2 separate regions of the Macaca mulatta genome follow, and region 2 is linked to region 1. The links are chromatin contacts, called in public Hi-C maps. All regions are on one chromosome and are shown on one strand. The core of a region is the stretch at or near the end of the contact, and the rest is flanking DNA. Distances in the headings are between cores, read along the strand shown.

Region 1 (7,837 bases), core at 1,751-4,250:
AGACTGTGGGGTCAGTGCTGCCCAAAGGAGAGCAATTTTGGAAGTAACCTGTGGATGAGCTGAAGCACCACTCCCCATACCCAGAAAACTGATGTGTTAGAGCGAGAACGTCAGAGAAGATGGCAGTCAACCCATAAAGAAAACCCCAAGAGGCCAGGCGCAGTGGCTCAATCCCAGCACTTTGGGAAGCTAAGGCGGGCAGATCACTTGAGGTCAGGAGTTTGAGACCAGCCTGGCCAACATGGTGAAAACCCATCTCTACTAAAATTACAAGAATTAGCCAGGTGTGGTGGTGGGTGCCTGTAATTCCAGCTATTCAAGAGGCTGAAGCAGGAGAATCGCTTGAACCCAGGAGGTGGAGGTTGCAGTGAGCCGAGATCGCGCCACTGCACTCCAGCCTGGGCGACAGAGCAAGACTGTCTCAGAAAAGAAAAGAAAATCTCAGGAGAGAGCCCCACATATATCCCAGCATCTCTGACTCTAAATTTTTCTTGGCTCCTAGCTCGTCTCTGGGCCACAACCTAGAGCCACAACCATCCTGTACTGTTCGCGCCCTGAATCAGGAAGTGGAAGCAGACTGGTAAAGTAGAGAATGAATCCAAGATCAGACCCATTCTCCCAAATCAGTTAAGTCAACCACCACTACCACTGAGGGCTTTCTGGAAATTCCCTGGACCCCAGGTCACCCCAACCTGGGTTTATTCTTTCAAACTGTATTGAGGTATGCTAAGGGATACAGACCAGAGTACAGACCCAGAACCTTTGTCTCTGCTTACTAAATTCTCCCCAGACTCCTTCCGAGGATTCTCCCTGGTGGTGGTGAGACCACAAGAGCACATTCATTTAAAAGTGCTGTTAGCTGAAGGAGCTCTGACCTTGGAGAAAAGCTAAGGAGGAGGGGACCCAGAGATGCTTGGGTCCATCCAGACAGTATCCCTCAGAATGCTAGGCTCTCCTGGACAAGCAAACATGTCCTCAGATTCAAGCCTTACAACTGACCAGCGCTGTCCTCTGACAGGGACACCCAAACTTTAATGGTGGGCACAGCACCCACCTTGAACTTCCTCCCACAATTAAAGAGGACCATCATAAAAGTATCTGCTTTAGTCCTCTAGAAATCCAGATACCTACACTCACACTATGAAATACATTTTCAGTCTTTTTGGAAGAGTTCCCTTAATGGGAACCTCAGGGGTTTCTCCTTCACACCCAGGGCCAAGTTCCAGTCCTTGTTTGTAACAAGCCCTCCCACCCACCTCCACCCTTGACACACAAGTCTGTCTGTCCCTTGTTATGGGACCAAACACCGAGGTTCCAAATAGGGTCTTTCACAAGCCCACATCAACAGATCTGGCTGTCATCAAACAGGTGTTCCCCGCCTCTCGGTTTCTTTAGCAACAACTCCAGCTTTCTTAAAAGAGAGCCCCACCCACCACCTTAGCCCCCAAGAGTTACCAAATCCTGACCCATCTAGCCCCATCAAAACCCCCAAGGGCTAGGTTCTATTACAAGGGTCTCCGTCCTCCCCAGCCCAAGCCCCGCATAGGGTGCCCAATTCTCTGGCGAGAAAAGCCCCAGTCAGGACTCCCTTCCTAGGCCCAAACAGAGGCCCGACACTCCGAAAACCCCTGACCACCACGGACAGACGTCCCCAACACCGCCAGCGCCCACCCTGGCTCACCGTGCGGATCTGCCTCCGCAAAAGGTAAATGAAGAAGCTCCAGAGCTTGGCGGCGAAGGCCACGAACGTGCGCAGCCCCAGCAGACACTGCGTCCGCATCATCCCGATGACCCCGGCACCGCCGGCCCCGGGGCCCCCGCGGCCCAGCTCCGCCAGCCCCCCGGGGGCAGCCCCCCGCCGCCGGGAGGGGGAACGGGGGCCCCGAGTGGCAGGAGAGGCTGCAGAGAGGGGCACGGAGCGGGCGGCTCAGAAAGCCACCCCTGGCGAGGGGAAAGCCCAGCGGAACGGGGAGCTGGGGGACAGGCGTGGGCAGCCCGCGGGGGCCCACATGGGCTGGGAGTGGCACCGACGGCTTCGGGGAGGTTGCGGGCCGAGACAGGTCGGGCTAGGATGGGGTCCTCCGAGACCAGGAGGGAAGGGGAAGGATAATTGGGGGAGGGGGCAGTGGGGGAGGGGGCTAGGGAAAAGGGAGGAAGGGAAAAGGGAGGGGGAGGGGAAGGGGGAAAGCGGAGAGTGGCCCGCTGCGCAGGCGCGCTAGGGGGCTGCCCGCAGGAACGGGGAGGGCGGGGGCAGTGGCGCGCAAAGGGCCGCGGCAGCGGAGAACGGCCCTGCAGAGCGAAGGAGCAGGGAAGGAGGGGGAGGGGGAGCCGAAGGGCGCGGAGCACTGGGCCGGAGCGGCCTCCCCCTCCCCAAGCTCGGGGGTCCTTTAGCCGCTGGGGAGCGGGGCTGCAGCCTCTGCAGCTGGGTTTCCCACTCTGACAGACGCCATTTTACCGCCCAAAGGACTCCCTCCTCCTGTCTTTCCCCCTCTCTTCCCCTTTGACACTGCTTCCGGTGGTGACGTGTATTCGCTTCACCGGGACTAAGTTCCCCCTGCGCGGTCTATGGGGGTAGGTATAAGGAAAGTCAGAAGCACTCCGAACGAGGCTGCAGTATTGCGCACGCGCAGAAGGTGGCCGCGGGGCGGGGCCTGAGGCGAAGCAGGCCCCGCCTCAAACTGCGTGGGCGGGGCGGAGGCCGTCACTTGTCCCCGCAGTTAGGACCCTCGCGGGGGGTTTATGGGTCCTCTTCCCCCTCCCACTGACAACTGCCCCAACTGCTCTTCCCGTCCCGGTCACAGTGAAGATGTAGAAGGGGTCGTTGTCCGTACGACTGTGCGCCAGGGCTCGGGGAGGGGCGCCCTCCTCGTGAGCGCCCCCCTGGGAATAGTGAACATAATCACCTCTCATTCCAGACTATGTTAGGTCTTAATGGTGGGAGGACGCTCGAGTGCCCCGCCCGTTTCACCCCGAGGGGGCGGGACAGTGGGTCGTGACGCTATCAGAGGGCGCCAGAGCAGGGACCGGACGCGAGTTGGGGATGTTGGACTCGCTGTTATCCTTGGGCGGCCTGGTGCTGCTTCGGGGTGAGAGCCAGCGGCACAGTGGGGTTCGGGTCTGGCTGAGGGGACGGAAGTGGAGAGGAAGGGCCATGGGTCACAGGCTAGGTGTGGAGATCGCGACGGGTTCGCGAGGGTGGTAATCCTAGCGCCCTCACACTCGATCCGTCCCTCGCTGTGCAGATTCCGTGGAGTGGGAGGGGCGCAGTCTCTTGAAGGCGCTTGTCAAGAAATCTGCACTGTGGTGAGTATCCCACGGTGTCTCCTCAGCCTACCCTGGATAGGGAACCTGTGCCCACTCTTTGACAGTCCCGCCTCATCTCTGCCTTAGTGGGGAGCAAGTGCATATCCTGGGCTGTGAAGTGAGCGAGGAAGAGTTTCGTGAAGGTTTTGACTCTGATATCAACAATCGGTAAGTACCAGTTGGAAAAGATTTGATTAAATTGGAGACGTCTATTGCTAAGGACATTTATTTATAACAAGCGCAGAACCTGGTATATAGTAGCAGTTCCTTAAATATTCATTGAAGAATTGGATATGGGTCTTTCAGGAGGCAAGACTTAGTAAGAGGAGTAATGAGGAGTGATGAGTATTTGGGGAATCCAAAGCAAAGCTCATAGAAGTTGAGAGAGAAATAGCCTGGAGATAGGGAGAACATGTGGGAAGGGTATTGCAGTAATCCATTAATCCAGGTTCGCTATTAAGGTGCATATGTACCGAGCACCAACTATAAACCCGGTGCTGTGCAAGATACTGGAGCTGGCAGTGAATGAGACAGACCTGTTCCTGGCCTAATGAATTTTAGGGAATAATGGTAGAAAGTGATAGAGACCTGGGCAGTAGAGATGGAAAGTTTAGAACACATGTAAAGGAGTTTAGTGGGTAGCATTTCCAGGATTTATTGACTAATGTGGGGGAGAAGAAAGTATTGAAATAAGGAAGTCCCTAAACCCAGCCACATGCCTGATCAGGAGACATTAAGAACCATTAGTAGGATGCTTTCTACTTCCTAGTCTGGGCAACTCAGTGAATGGTGATAGTAGTTTACATCTTATCTGTTGAGCCTCTAATTTTACATCAGCCATTGTTGTGATAGAGGTGGTGGTGTATGTTAAGATGGCATTCCATGGCCAGGTGTGGTGGTTCACGCCTTTAATCCCAGCACTTTGGGAGGCTGAGGCGGGTGGATCACCTGAGGTCGGGAGTTCGAGACCAGCCTGACCAACGTGGAGAAACCCCATCTCTACTAAAAATACATAAAATTAACTGGGCATGGTGGCACATGCCTGTAATTCCAGCTACTCGGGAGGCTGAGGCAGGAGAATCGCTTGAACCCAGGAGGCAGAGGTTGTGGTGAGCAGAGATCGTGCCATTGCATTCCAGCCCAGGCAACAAGAGCGAAACTCTGTCTCAAAAAAAAAAAAAAGAGGGCATTCCACAAGAGAACCAGAAGATAAAAAAGAGATATCTGGGGAAAAAAAAAAAAAGTTCTGCTACCTTTGCTGGTCTACCTTTCCTGAGCTGTTATTTTTTTCTGTAGTTGGTACTCCATGACTTAATTTTTTACTTTCTTTAAGCTGTTCTACAGGCAGGAACCAAGTCTCATGTCCTCTGCTTTCTCATTTTTTATCCAGAGTGATAAACTTTAGGTGCCACACTCAGGAAATATGTGATAATGGTGATAACTAACATTTATGAGGCATACACTATGTGTCAAGCACTGTGCTGAGTGCTTAGAGGTTGGCATCTCATTTCACCAATGAAGCAACTGAGTCTTAGAGATCATTTATCATTTAGCTGACCTTGGGCAACAAGTCGCAAAGCCAAGCTTGGAGGTCAGGCTGTCAGACACCAAAGTCTGTGCTCTCAATCATTGCTATCTCTCAGTAATATTCTTTCACTAATATTTAGGATATTCATGAAAATTGAGAAAACAGAGCCAAAAAGATCAGAGGATGAACTTTGTGATCCTCTGGGGGGAAGGAGCAATATTATATTGTGTCATGTTTTCCCTTTGCAGGCTGGTTTACCATGACTTCTTCAGAGACCCTCTCAACTGGTCAAAAACTGAGGAGGCCCTTCCTGGGGGGCCGCTGGGAGCCTTGAGAGCCATATGCAAGAGGACAGATCCTGGTCCTGTCACCATTGCTCTCGATTCACTCAGCTGGCTGCTGCTTCACCTTCCCTGCACCACACTCTGCCAGGCCCTGCATGCTGTGAGCCATCAGGACTCCTGTCCTGGTGAGACCCCTCCTTCATTATTTCCCCTCATATATCTCCCTCTGCCAAGGTGTGCGCCCCTTTTCCTTTCTACCCTAGAAGAAACATCTGGGTTCTCCAGTCAGACCTTTTTTCATTTTTTTGAACTTTTTGTCTGGTTTTTTTTTTTTTTACTTCCCCTTAATGCCATCTACCATTTGCTTTTTTTCCTCCAAGTTATTTTTTTACTCATTTGTTTCACTCATTCATTTATTTAACAAATCAATAGTAAATACATATAATATGTCAGGTACAATTCTAGATAATGGCAAAATACAGACTGACTGTAGCTGGGTCCTTGCCTTCCAGGAGCTCGAAGTCCCATAAAAGATGGAGATAAGTAAACAGGCAGTTACAAGATGGTCTGATAAAGGCCATGATGATATAGGACATGCACAGGGTACCTTAAAGAAGGGCCCTCTCGGCTGGGCGCGGTGGCTCACACCTGTAATCCCAGCACTTTGGGAGGCCGAGGTGGGCAGATCACAAGGTCAGGAGATCAAGACCATCCTGGCTAACACGGTGCAACCCCATCTCTACTAAAAATACAAAAAAAATTAGCTGGGCCTGGTGGCGGGCGACTGTAGTCCCAGCTACTTGGGAGGCTGAGGCAGGAGAATGGCATGAACCTGGGAGGCGGAACTTTCAGTGAGCCGAGATCGCGCCACTGCACTCCAGCCTGGGTGATACAGCGAGAGTCCGTGTCAAAAAATAAAGGCACTTTTGAAGAGCAAGCGGTCAGCCAGGCAGATTTGGCCGGGCAGGGGCACTGGGACTAGCCCTGAAGTGCACTGTGGGTACTCGAATGGACTTAGGAATCAGACGCTCAGCTTTGTATTAAGGTGCTTGACTTTCACTTGCTTCACTTTCCGCTGTATATGGGGGAAGGTACAAGGGAAGTATTAGGATAAACCACTATATTGCCATTTCTTAGATCAAAAATTGTTAAATATTGGCTGGGCACGGTGGCTCACACCTGTAATCCCAGCACTTTGGGAGGCCAAGGTAGGTGGATCAGCTGAGGTCAGGAGTTGGAGACCAGCCTGGCCAACATGGTAAAACCCTGTCTCTACTAAAAATACAAAAAATTAGCTGGGTGTGGTGGCGCACTTTTGTAATCCCAGCTACTCGGGAGGCTGAGGCAGGAGAATCACTTGAACCCAGGAGGCAGAGGTTGCAGTGACCTGAGATCACACCACTGTACTTCAGCCTGGGTGACAGAGAAATACTTCATCTCAAAAAATAAAAACTAAAAACAGTCCAGGCGTGGTGGCTCACGCCTGTAATCCCAGCACTTTGGGAGGCCGAGACAGGTGGATCATGAGGTCAAGAGTTCAAGACAAGCCTGGCCAAGATGCTGAAACCCCATCTCTACTAAAAATGCAAAACTTCGCCAGGCGTGGTGGCACACGCCTGTAGTCCAGCTACTCGGGAGACTGAGGCAGAATTGCTGAACCCGGGTGGCAGAGGTTGCAGTGAGCCAAGATTGTGCCACTGCACTCTAGCCTGGGTGACAGCAAGACTCCGTCTCAAAAAAAAAAGAAAAAAATTGTTAAATGTCAGTGATTTCATACGGTTTAACCTAAAAATGCTGACCTTTGTAAGGATTCAAACATTGTGTTAAAGCGTTTAGCATAGTGCCTGACACTCTCTAAAGGCACTGACTGAGATCTTGGGAAGTTCCAGAAACTACAAGTACTTCCGTGTGTAAGAGATGAGGCTAGAAAGTAAGTGGACACCACCTGCTAGAAGTGTTCATTCCATCCTGAAGGCGGAGGAGCTGCTGAAGGATAGAAGTTAGAGCGGTGCCTTGATCAGCTTTACACGGGGATGATAGAGGAGATTAAGGTGTGGGCTGGAGGAGGCTCAGAGCACAGTAGTGAGATTGGCCAAGGGAAGTCAGGATTTTGGCAGCACTGTGATGGAATTGTGGGGCTCTCTCCTTTTCTCTTCACTGTTTGCTCCCAGGCCACCAACCTGAATGCTCCCTACTATCCTACATGTCTTGTCCGTCTCTAGGTGACAGCTCCCCGGTGGGAAAAGTGAGTGTGCTGGGCTTGCTACATGAAGAGCTTCACGGACCAGGCCCTGTGGGAGCTCTCAGCAGCCTTGCGCAGACTGAGGTGACCCTGGGCGGTACAAAGGGCCAGGCCTCGGCCCACATCCTGTGTCGGAGGCCCCGACAGCGCCCAACTGACCAGGTCAGAAGAACCAACAGGGAAGGACTGGAAATTGGGGGCAGAGAAAGGAGTGGCACGATGGGAAGAACAATGAAAATGCTGATATTTCAAGGAGACTTTAAAAACAAACTTTTTTTAGAGATGGGGTTTCACTGTGTTGGTCAGGGTGGTCTCAAACTCCTGGGCTCAAGTGATCCTCCCACCTCAGCCTCCAAAGTGCTAGGATTACAGATGTGAGTGAGTGTGCCCGGCCCTCAGGGAGACCTTTTTTAAAAAAAAGCTGATTGGGTATCTCTCTGTGTTTTCCATCACTTACCTCATTTAATCTTCTCAGCTATG
Region 2 (7,837 bases), core at 3,063-5,562, 310 kb after region 1:
GACCCCCAGGGCATTGTGTTCACTGTACTCTGTGGGCAAGGATGGGTCCAGAAGACCCCACTTCAGGCACTAAGAGGGGCTGGACCTGGCGGCAGGAAGCCAAAGAGACTGGGCCTAGGCCAGGAGTTCCCAAATGTGAGGGGCGAGAAACAAGACAAGCTCCTCCCTTGAGAATTCCCTGTGGATTTTTAAAACAGATATTATTTTTATTATTATTGTGACAAAGTGTTGATAAATGGATATTAAATAGAATAAGTCATAGTCTCTCTCTTTATTGGGGCTCAGGGGACACTCCCAGGGTAGATGGGGGTCGTGGGAAGGGGGGCGTTATACAGAGCGGCACAGCTGGAATTCCAGGATGATGTTCAGGCTTGGGAGCGGGGACCTCCATGCTTCCAACCCCCAGGTGGGAGCAGAGCTAGAAAGGCACACCGCCCAGGAAAAAATCAATGGTCCGCCCAAGGTACAGCAGAAGCGGCCTCCTTTCCCAAGGAGGCGGACTTCCTCCTCCGGGGGAATCCCTCCCTGGCTGGGAGGAGCAGGGGCCCTTCCTCTTGGTGGCCTCGGGACATTCAGCAGGTGCTGGCACAGGCCCTTGCTGGGAGGTGGGGTGGGCAGGAGCCAGCCTGGAGGAGGGGCTCAGAGTCAGCAAGCACACGGGAACCCGGAACCCTGTGTGCCGGGGAGGAATCCTGCAGTGGCCGGGGGGCTTGGGGCTGCTGCTTTGTCTCTTCGTCCAGAGCCTTATGTAAGAGCTTTTCTCGGGAAACAGGAAGTCCTGCTTGCCAAGTTCAGCACAGGGAGTAGTGCAGGCCTTATTCCAACACACCCGGCCCAGCCTTAACCCCAGAACTCAGCCAGTTTCTTGCTTCCGTGCCCCTGGTTCTCCTCCCCACCGAGCCCACCCCTCCTTTCCCACCTTCAGTCACCCCTAGTAAACTGCCCCAGTGATCTCTGCTGTGCCTGAGCCAGAGGGTCTTTCACCCTCGCCCTGACCCTGGACACTGCCCAGCTTGGCCCCCCATCCTGCTCCTGGCACCATGCCCTCTCGCCAGCCAACCTTCCCTCCCCCAACCCTGGGGCCGCCCTAGGGTTCCTGCGCACTGGCTGTTCCTCCTGGGTGTCACTGGCAGCCCCGTCCTTCCTAGAGGGACTGGAACCTAATTCTCCTGAGGCTGAGGGAGGGTGGAGGGTCTCAAGGCAACACTGGCCCCACGACGGAGTGCCAGGAGCACTAACAGTACCCTTAGCTTGCTTTCCTCCTCCCTCCTTTTTATTCTCAAGTTCCTTTTTATTTCTCCTTGCGTAACAACCTTCTTCCCTTCTGCACCACTGCCCGTACCCCTACCCGCCCCGCCACCTCCTTGTTACCCCACTCTTGAAGCCACAGCTGTTGGCAGGGTCCCCAGCTCATGCCAGCCTCATCTCTTTTCTCGCTAGCCCCCAAAGGGCCTCCAGGCAACATGGGGGTTCCGGTCAGAGAGCCGGCACTCTCAGTTGCCCTCTGGTTGAGTTGGGGTGCAGCTCTGGGGGCTGTGGCTTGTGCCATGGCTCTGCTGACCCAACAGACAGAGCTGCAGAGCCTCAGGAGAGAGGTGAGCCGGCTGCAGAGGACAGGAGGGCCCTCCCAGAAGGCAGAAGGGTATCCCTGGCAGAGTCTCCCGGAGCAGGTGAGTGAGGGGAGGAGGGTGTCTGGGAGAGAAGGATGGTTAGCATGGGAGGGGAGGTCTCTGGGCCTCCTGGTCTGCAAAGTTTCAAGGGGGTGCAAGAGAGGGTCTCCGGTTTGGAAGTCAGGGGTGCGGCCATTCCAGGAAAGGAAACTGTTAAAGGTTAATGCTTCTCATACCTAACAAATCCTGGAGGGCAGCCAGCACCAACACTCCGGTTGCTGGGAAAAGGTGCATGAGAGATTTGAGGCATTTCGGGGGCAGGGGAGGGCTGGGAAGGAAGGCTGGCTGGGACTCTTGCATCTCAATCTAACCCTGATCCTCTTTCCATGAGCAGAGCTCCGATGCCCCGGAAGCCTGGGAGAATGGGGAGAGATCCCGGAAAAGGAGAGCAGTGCTCACCCAAAAACAGAAGAGTGAGGCTTCCAGGGTGCAGCAGGGGTGGGAGGTGTGCAGCAGCATGGGGATTGTAAGCCCGAGTCAGGGTGAGGGTGGAGGCTGCCAACAGCACAACGGGGAAAAGTGGACACGGCTGAGATTCCCTCCTTCTCTCCTCAGAGCAGCACTCCGTCCTGCACCTGGTTCCCATTAACGCCACCTCCAAGGGTTAGCACTATTTTAAATATGGCTTTGGGGAGGGGCAATAACCAGCAACTCTCGGGCTGGCACTTGGGCTCAAGGGGTTCTTATAGGTGAAAGGGGAAGAACCAAAAAGGATCTGAGAGTGCCAAGAAATCCTGACCGACACACTTCTCACCTCCAGATGACTCCGATGTGACCGAGGTGATGTGGCAACCAGCTCTTAGGCGTGGGAGAGGCCTACAGGCCCAAGGATATGGTGTCCGAATCCGGGATGCTGGAGTTTATCTGCTGTATAGCCAGGTAACCCCGCCACACTCTGAGCTTCACAAGGGGCCTCTTTGGCCCGATACTGAGGGTTCCTGACCCCTCTATTCATACCAAACCTAGCAGACCCTTCATTCTTCCCTCGTTATCGCTCCTGAGGCCTCCCAGAACTGAGCCAGGCCATCCTGTTTTCTTCAACATCTCCCTTTCCTGCCAGGTCCTGTTTCAAGACGTGACTTTCACCATGGGTCAGGTGGTGTCTCGAGAAGGCCAAGGAAAGCAAGAGACTCTATTTCGATGTATAAGAAGTATGCCCTCCCACCCGGACCGGGCCTACAACAGCTGCTATAGCGCAGGTGAGAGCCGTGTGGGCAGCCGAAAGCAGGACATCTCTGACAGGGGGTGCAGTGCAGGGAGCTACCAATTGGAGGGAGGCTGGAAACCTAAACAGAGGCGGACCTCTTCATTCTGAGGAGTGAAGTGAGTGCAGAATGCCTGGGTCCTTACAGGAGGTAGAGGAACGGTGGAGCTGGAAAGGCAGGGGGAAGCAGGGCATCTGGATGGCTGTGCTTCACTGCGAATCTACTTTCTCTCTTTTCTCAGGTGTCTTCCATTTACACCAAGGGGATATTCTAAGTGTCATAATTCCCCGGGCAAGGGCGAAACTTAACCTCTCTCCACATGGAACCTTCCTGGGGTTTGTGAAACTGTGATTGTGTTATAAAAAGTGGCTCCCAGCTTGGAAGACCAGGGTGGGTACATACTGGAGACAGCCAAGAGCTGAGTATATAAAGGAGAGGGAATGTGCAGGAACAGACGCGTCTTCCTGGGTTTGGCTCCCGGTTCCTCACTTTTCCCTTTTCATTCCCACCCCCTAGACTTTGATTTTACGGATATCTTGCTTCTGTCCCCCATGGAGCTCCGAATTCTTGCCTGTGTGTAGATGAGGGGCGGGGGACGGGCGCCAGGCATTGTCCAGACCTGGTCGGGGACCACTGGAAGCATCCGGAACAGCACCACCATCTAGCGGCCGCTCGAGGGAAGCACCTGCCGGTTGGCCGAAGTCCACGAAGCCGCCCTCTGCTAGGGAAAACCCCTGGTTCTCCATGCCACACCCCTCTCCAGGTGCCCTCTGCCTCTTCACCCCCACAAGAAGCCCTATCCTACGTCATTCTCTCCAAATATCGGACCCCAGTTTCCATCACTATCTCCAAAGATGTATCTATTATGCGCCCGTCTACAGGGGGTGCCCGACGAGGACGGTGCCTTCGCAGTCAAATTACTCTTCGGGTCCCAAGGTTTGGCTTTCATGCGCTCCATTGCCCCGGCGTGGCAGGCCATTCCAAGCCCTTCCGGGCTGGAACTGCTGTCGGGGGAGCCTCGGATGTATCGTACGCCCTGGTGTTGGTGTTGCCTCACTCCTCTGAGCTCTTCTTTCTGATCAAGCCCTGCTTAAAGTTAAATAAAAGAGAATGAATGATACCCCGGCTCCATTTCCCCCACTGCCTCGCCTCAGCCCGGTCCTCGTACGGGGATCTCCCGCCCTCCTGGCTCTCCTGTGGCGCGCCCCGCGCCGGACCAAGGTACTAGGGGCGCCGCTAGGGTCAGGCCGGCGAGAGCGGAGAAGACAGAGCGCGGCGCAAAAGGGAAAGTGGCTGGGACGCCACGCGCGGCCGGGAGGCAGATGTGCGCAGGCGCAGTCCTGTGTACCGCTGTGGGCGGGCCGGTCCCGTGGCGCCGGCGTCCTCGGGTAGGCGGGACTGGGCGCTTGGTGGCCGCGCCGGCGCTCTTCGCCGGGTGTGACGTACTAATCGTGCGCCGCCACTGCCGGTGGGCCCGGGGCTCGCGGGAGGGGAAGGAGGAGGAGGGGGGGAGGAGTGGCGGCGGCGGTGGCGCTGGTGGTGGCGGTGGTGCTGGTGGTGGCGGTGGCGGTGGCGGAGGTGGAGGTGGAAGCTGAAGCAGAGCCAGAGGCGGCGCGGCGGGGTGTTCGGCGGCGCGGCACGCGGCCCAGAAGCGTTGGAATCCTGAATTGAGACGGCTGCGCCTGAAGACAGCAGGAGTGGCGGGGCCGCCGCCGTCGCCGGAGAGATGAGCCGGGAAGCTTGAGGCCGGAGACGCCCGCCCTCGGGCCCGTCTGCCCGGCTTCCCCGCTCGCGGTGAGGACGCCCCCTCCCCTCCCCCCAGCCCTGCCTTGGCCTCTCCCATTCCTGGGCCTCGCTTCCACCCAACCGGGGCCCAGAGGCCCGCAAAAGGGCTGCTTAAGGCCCGTGTGCGCCCAGCCGTCCAAGCCCGTGGCACCGGACTGGTGCCGGGTTGCATTCTGGTCCCCGAGGATGAAGTAGGAGGGGGCTGGCCCGGCCTGGCTCGTGCGCCCCGTTCTGTCCCAGCGCCTTGATTCAGTTCCCTTTAAGTTTCCTTCAGAGTGCTTCCCCGTTCATCAGCCTCTGCCCCTGAACCATAGCCTTGGCATCCGCACCTGAGATGACCGCAGCCTTCCCACGCCCCCCGTTCATCCAGGGTGTTAGAGAACTCCCACTCCAGCCCACAGTTTCCACGTGCAAGTTGCATTCTCCTCAGGTACCACGGTTATCATGTCCCTGAGGAAAGAAATTGCCCTTATTGGGCCCTCAAAGGACAGCCCAGGTGGTATTAAAATAAAGACGTAGAACCAGGTATTGCTATTGGGTTTGGCCTGGGGATCTTAGAAATAAGATTTCTGAGGCCTGGTGCTTAGCCATTTTCCCTTGTCTCTGAACTGGGGAGAGATGATGGCACAGACCCTAAAGGGCCCCTTGTGGATTGCGTTAACTGGGAAGATCTTAAGTTTGGAGTTTTGCGTTTTTCTGCTTTTCTTTATTTGCATCTGAATCCAGAGGAGGCATGGCCAGGAAGAGAGGCAGGATCTGCGCTGGCGTGATGCTTAGATTTTGATATTCTTGATCTTTGTTTTTCAGGGTACTGGAAGATGAAAGAGACTATACAAGGGACCGGGTCCTGGGGGCCTGAGCCTCCTGGACCCGGCATACCCCCAGCTTACTCAAGTCCCAGGCGGGAGCGTCTTCGTTGGCCCCCACCTCCCAAACCCCGACTCAAGTCAGGTGGAGGGTTTGGGCCAGATCCTGGGTCAGGGACCACAGTGCCAGCCAGACGCCTCCCTGTCCCCCGACCCTCTTTTGATGCCTCAGCAAGTGAAGAAGAGGAGGAAGAGGAGGAGGAGGAGGATGAAGATGAAGAGGAGGAAGTGGCAGCTTGGAGGCTGCCCCCCAGATGGAGTCAGCTGGGAACCTCCCAGCGGCCCCGCCCTTCCCGCCCCACTCATCGAAAAACCTGCTCACAGCGCCGCCGTCGAGCCATGAGAGCCTTCCGGATGCTGCTCTACTCAAAAAGCACCTCGCTGACATTCCACTGGAAGCTTTGGGGGCGCCACCGGGGCCGGCGGCGGGGCCTCGCACACCCCAAGAACCATCTTTCACCCCAGGAAGGGGGTGCGACGCCACAGGTGCCATCCCCCTGTTGTCGTTTTGACTCTCCCCGGGGGCCACCTCCACCCCGGCTGGGTCTGCTAGGTGCTCTCATGGCTGAGGATGGGGTGAGAGGGTCTCCACCAGTGCCCTCTGGGCCCCCCATGGAGGAAGATGGACTCAGGTGGACTCCAAAGTCTCCTCTGGACCCTGACTCGGGTAAGGTGGGAAAGGGGTGTGGGGATGGGGGGAAAGGGGTTAGGGAGGGATAAGAGCCTGGAGCACCAGGAGCCTGTTGCCATGGTGAGAGTTGGGCTTAGGGAAAGTAGGATGGCAGAGTGACAGCTCCAGAAGAGCTGCAAAATATCTCCATTAAGCCCCACTTTGAGCAGAAAGTAAGCTTGGGAGTGAGCCTGGCTGTTTCCCAGTCAGAACTAGGAAACAGATTCCCTAAGTAGGTATCCTGTGGTCTTGAGCGCAGATGCGAAAGGGGAGCTGTGGTTTAGAAAAATCCTGTCCACGCGAAATCCGTCCTCGGCCTCTCAGTATAAGAACCCCTGTGTGTACATCTCCAGAGAGCACCACTCCCACAGTGGTGGGATGGGATCTCTCCCGGTAGTGGAGTACATCATCTTACAGTTGTGAAATAATATTTCCCTTTCGGAGAACTCCAGCCAAACAATTTCAGGCTCTCTACGTCTTTATTACATATTCAACTATTCATTGAGCCATTACAATATGCTGGGTACTGTGCTAGGTGTTTGGCATATAGTGGTGACAAATATCCCTGAAGTTTTCATGTCTAATTGCTAATCCTTTTTCTTTCTTCTGTCTATGAGTAGGAACTCTCTCCGTCCCTGTAGAATCTCTTGGACATGTTTATCTCATGCTTATGGGGTCCCTGTTTCTTGGAGTGGGATTGACATTGGTGGATTCTGCTTCAGTGTATCCTTCTCGCGGTCTTCTTTGCGTGCATGAGTTAACCGTGTGCATTCCATTGTCCTTTCCCCTAGGCCAATCTCTCATGCCCATTCCATTTCCCCTGCCTTATAGGCCTCCTTTCGTGTACTCTGCCCAACGGTTTTGGGGGACCATCTGGGCCAGAAGGGGAGCGCAGCTTGGCACCCCCTGATGCCAGCATCCTCATCAGCAATGTGTGCAGCATCGGGGACCATGTGGCCCAGGAGCTTTTTCAGGGCTCAGATTTGGGCATGGCAGAAGAGGCAGAGAGGCCTGGGGAGAAAGCCGGCCAGCACAGCCCCCTGCGAGAGGAGCATGTGACCTGCGTACAGAGTAAGGAGCCCTTGGGCAACTAGCCTCTGCCTCCACCCACTCCTAAAGTAAAGTCTGGAGGCCTTACCCCTCCTCTCTCCCTTTCCACCAGGCATCTTGGACGAATTCCTTCAAACATATGGCAGCCTCATACCCCTCAGCACTGATGAGGTAGTGGAGAAATTGGAGGACATTTTCCAGCAGGAGTTTTCCACGCCTTCCAGGTGAGGCTTGAAAGCCCTCCTTCAAAGGGCTTTCAAGGAGGGCTGGGGCCTCAGGGACGTAGGGACGTAGAGAGAATACTGCTGCCTTTTCTCCCATAGGGCTATACTTGGGGGAGGAGGAAGCTAAAGCTGAAGGGGAGGACTCTGCAGGCAAGGTGCCGAGTCCTTGGAAGCTGATGGGAGAGTCTTTACCTGGGACCCTGACATGTTCTACTTGAGTAGTCATGTTCTTTCTGGGCAGTGGGCCTTTCGCGGGTCCTCAGAAGGACCCATCATGAGCTGAATAAAAGGGGGTCAGTTAGAATTTGTATTCTAGGGAGTAGTAGGTATTTCTGTGTGCCCCAGCTGCATCAACTTTTGTGTGACT

Evidence for each region. Hi-C and Micro-C count contacts between places; a contact is called where the count stands out from the background.
Region 2: a contact with region 1 is called in a Hi-C map of fetal cortex germinal zone, with 3 times the contacts expected there. The contact joins the promoter of SENP3 here to the promoter of ELP5 in region 1. A contact is called at or near these places in 2 of 14 Hi-C or Micro-C datasets (blood and fetal cortex germinal zone).

Annotation. Positions count from the first base shown.
Region 1 is chr16:8,735,842-8,743,678 of T2T-MMU8v2.0, forward strand. It overlaps ELP5 (elongator acetyltransferase complex subunit 5), which reads left to right and starts at 3,001. Exons shown (of 8, transcript XM_077970162.1): 1 at 3,001-3,086; 2 at 3,243-3,303; 3 at 3,391-3,471; 4 at 5,080-5,300; 5 at 7,338-7,519. The coding sequence starts at 3,041. CTDNEP1 (CTD nuclear envelope phosphatase 1) reads right to left here and starts at 2,467. Exons shown (of 7, transcript XM_015118443.3): 1 at 1,682-2,467. The coding sequence starts at 1,783.
Region 2 is chr16:9,045,419-9,053,255 of T2T-MMU8v2.0, forward strand. SENP3 (SUMO specific peptidase 3) reads left to right here and starts at 4,313. Exons shown (of 11, transcript XM_015118514.3): 1 at 4,313-4,669; 2 at 5,468-6,193; 3 at 7,028-7,267; 4 at 7,359-7,470. The coding sequence starts at 5,479. It overlaps TNFSF13 (TNF superfamily member 13), which reads left to right and starts at 665. Exons shown (of 6, transcript NM_001205136.3): 1 at 665-1,670; 2 at 2,005-2,083; 3 at 2,226-2,273; 4 at 2,431-2,549; 5 at 2,731-2,869; 6 at 3,117-4,002. The coding sequence starts at 1,413. The coding sequence ends at 3,226. It overlaps TNFSF12 (TNF superfamily member 12), which reads left to right. Exons shown (of 7, transcript NM_001205135.3): 7 at 1-227. LOC144335314 (a long non-coding RNA gene) reads right to left here and starts at 1,474. Exons shown (of 2, transcript XR_013406088.1): 1 at 1,372-1,474; 2 at 255-418.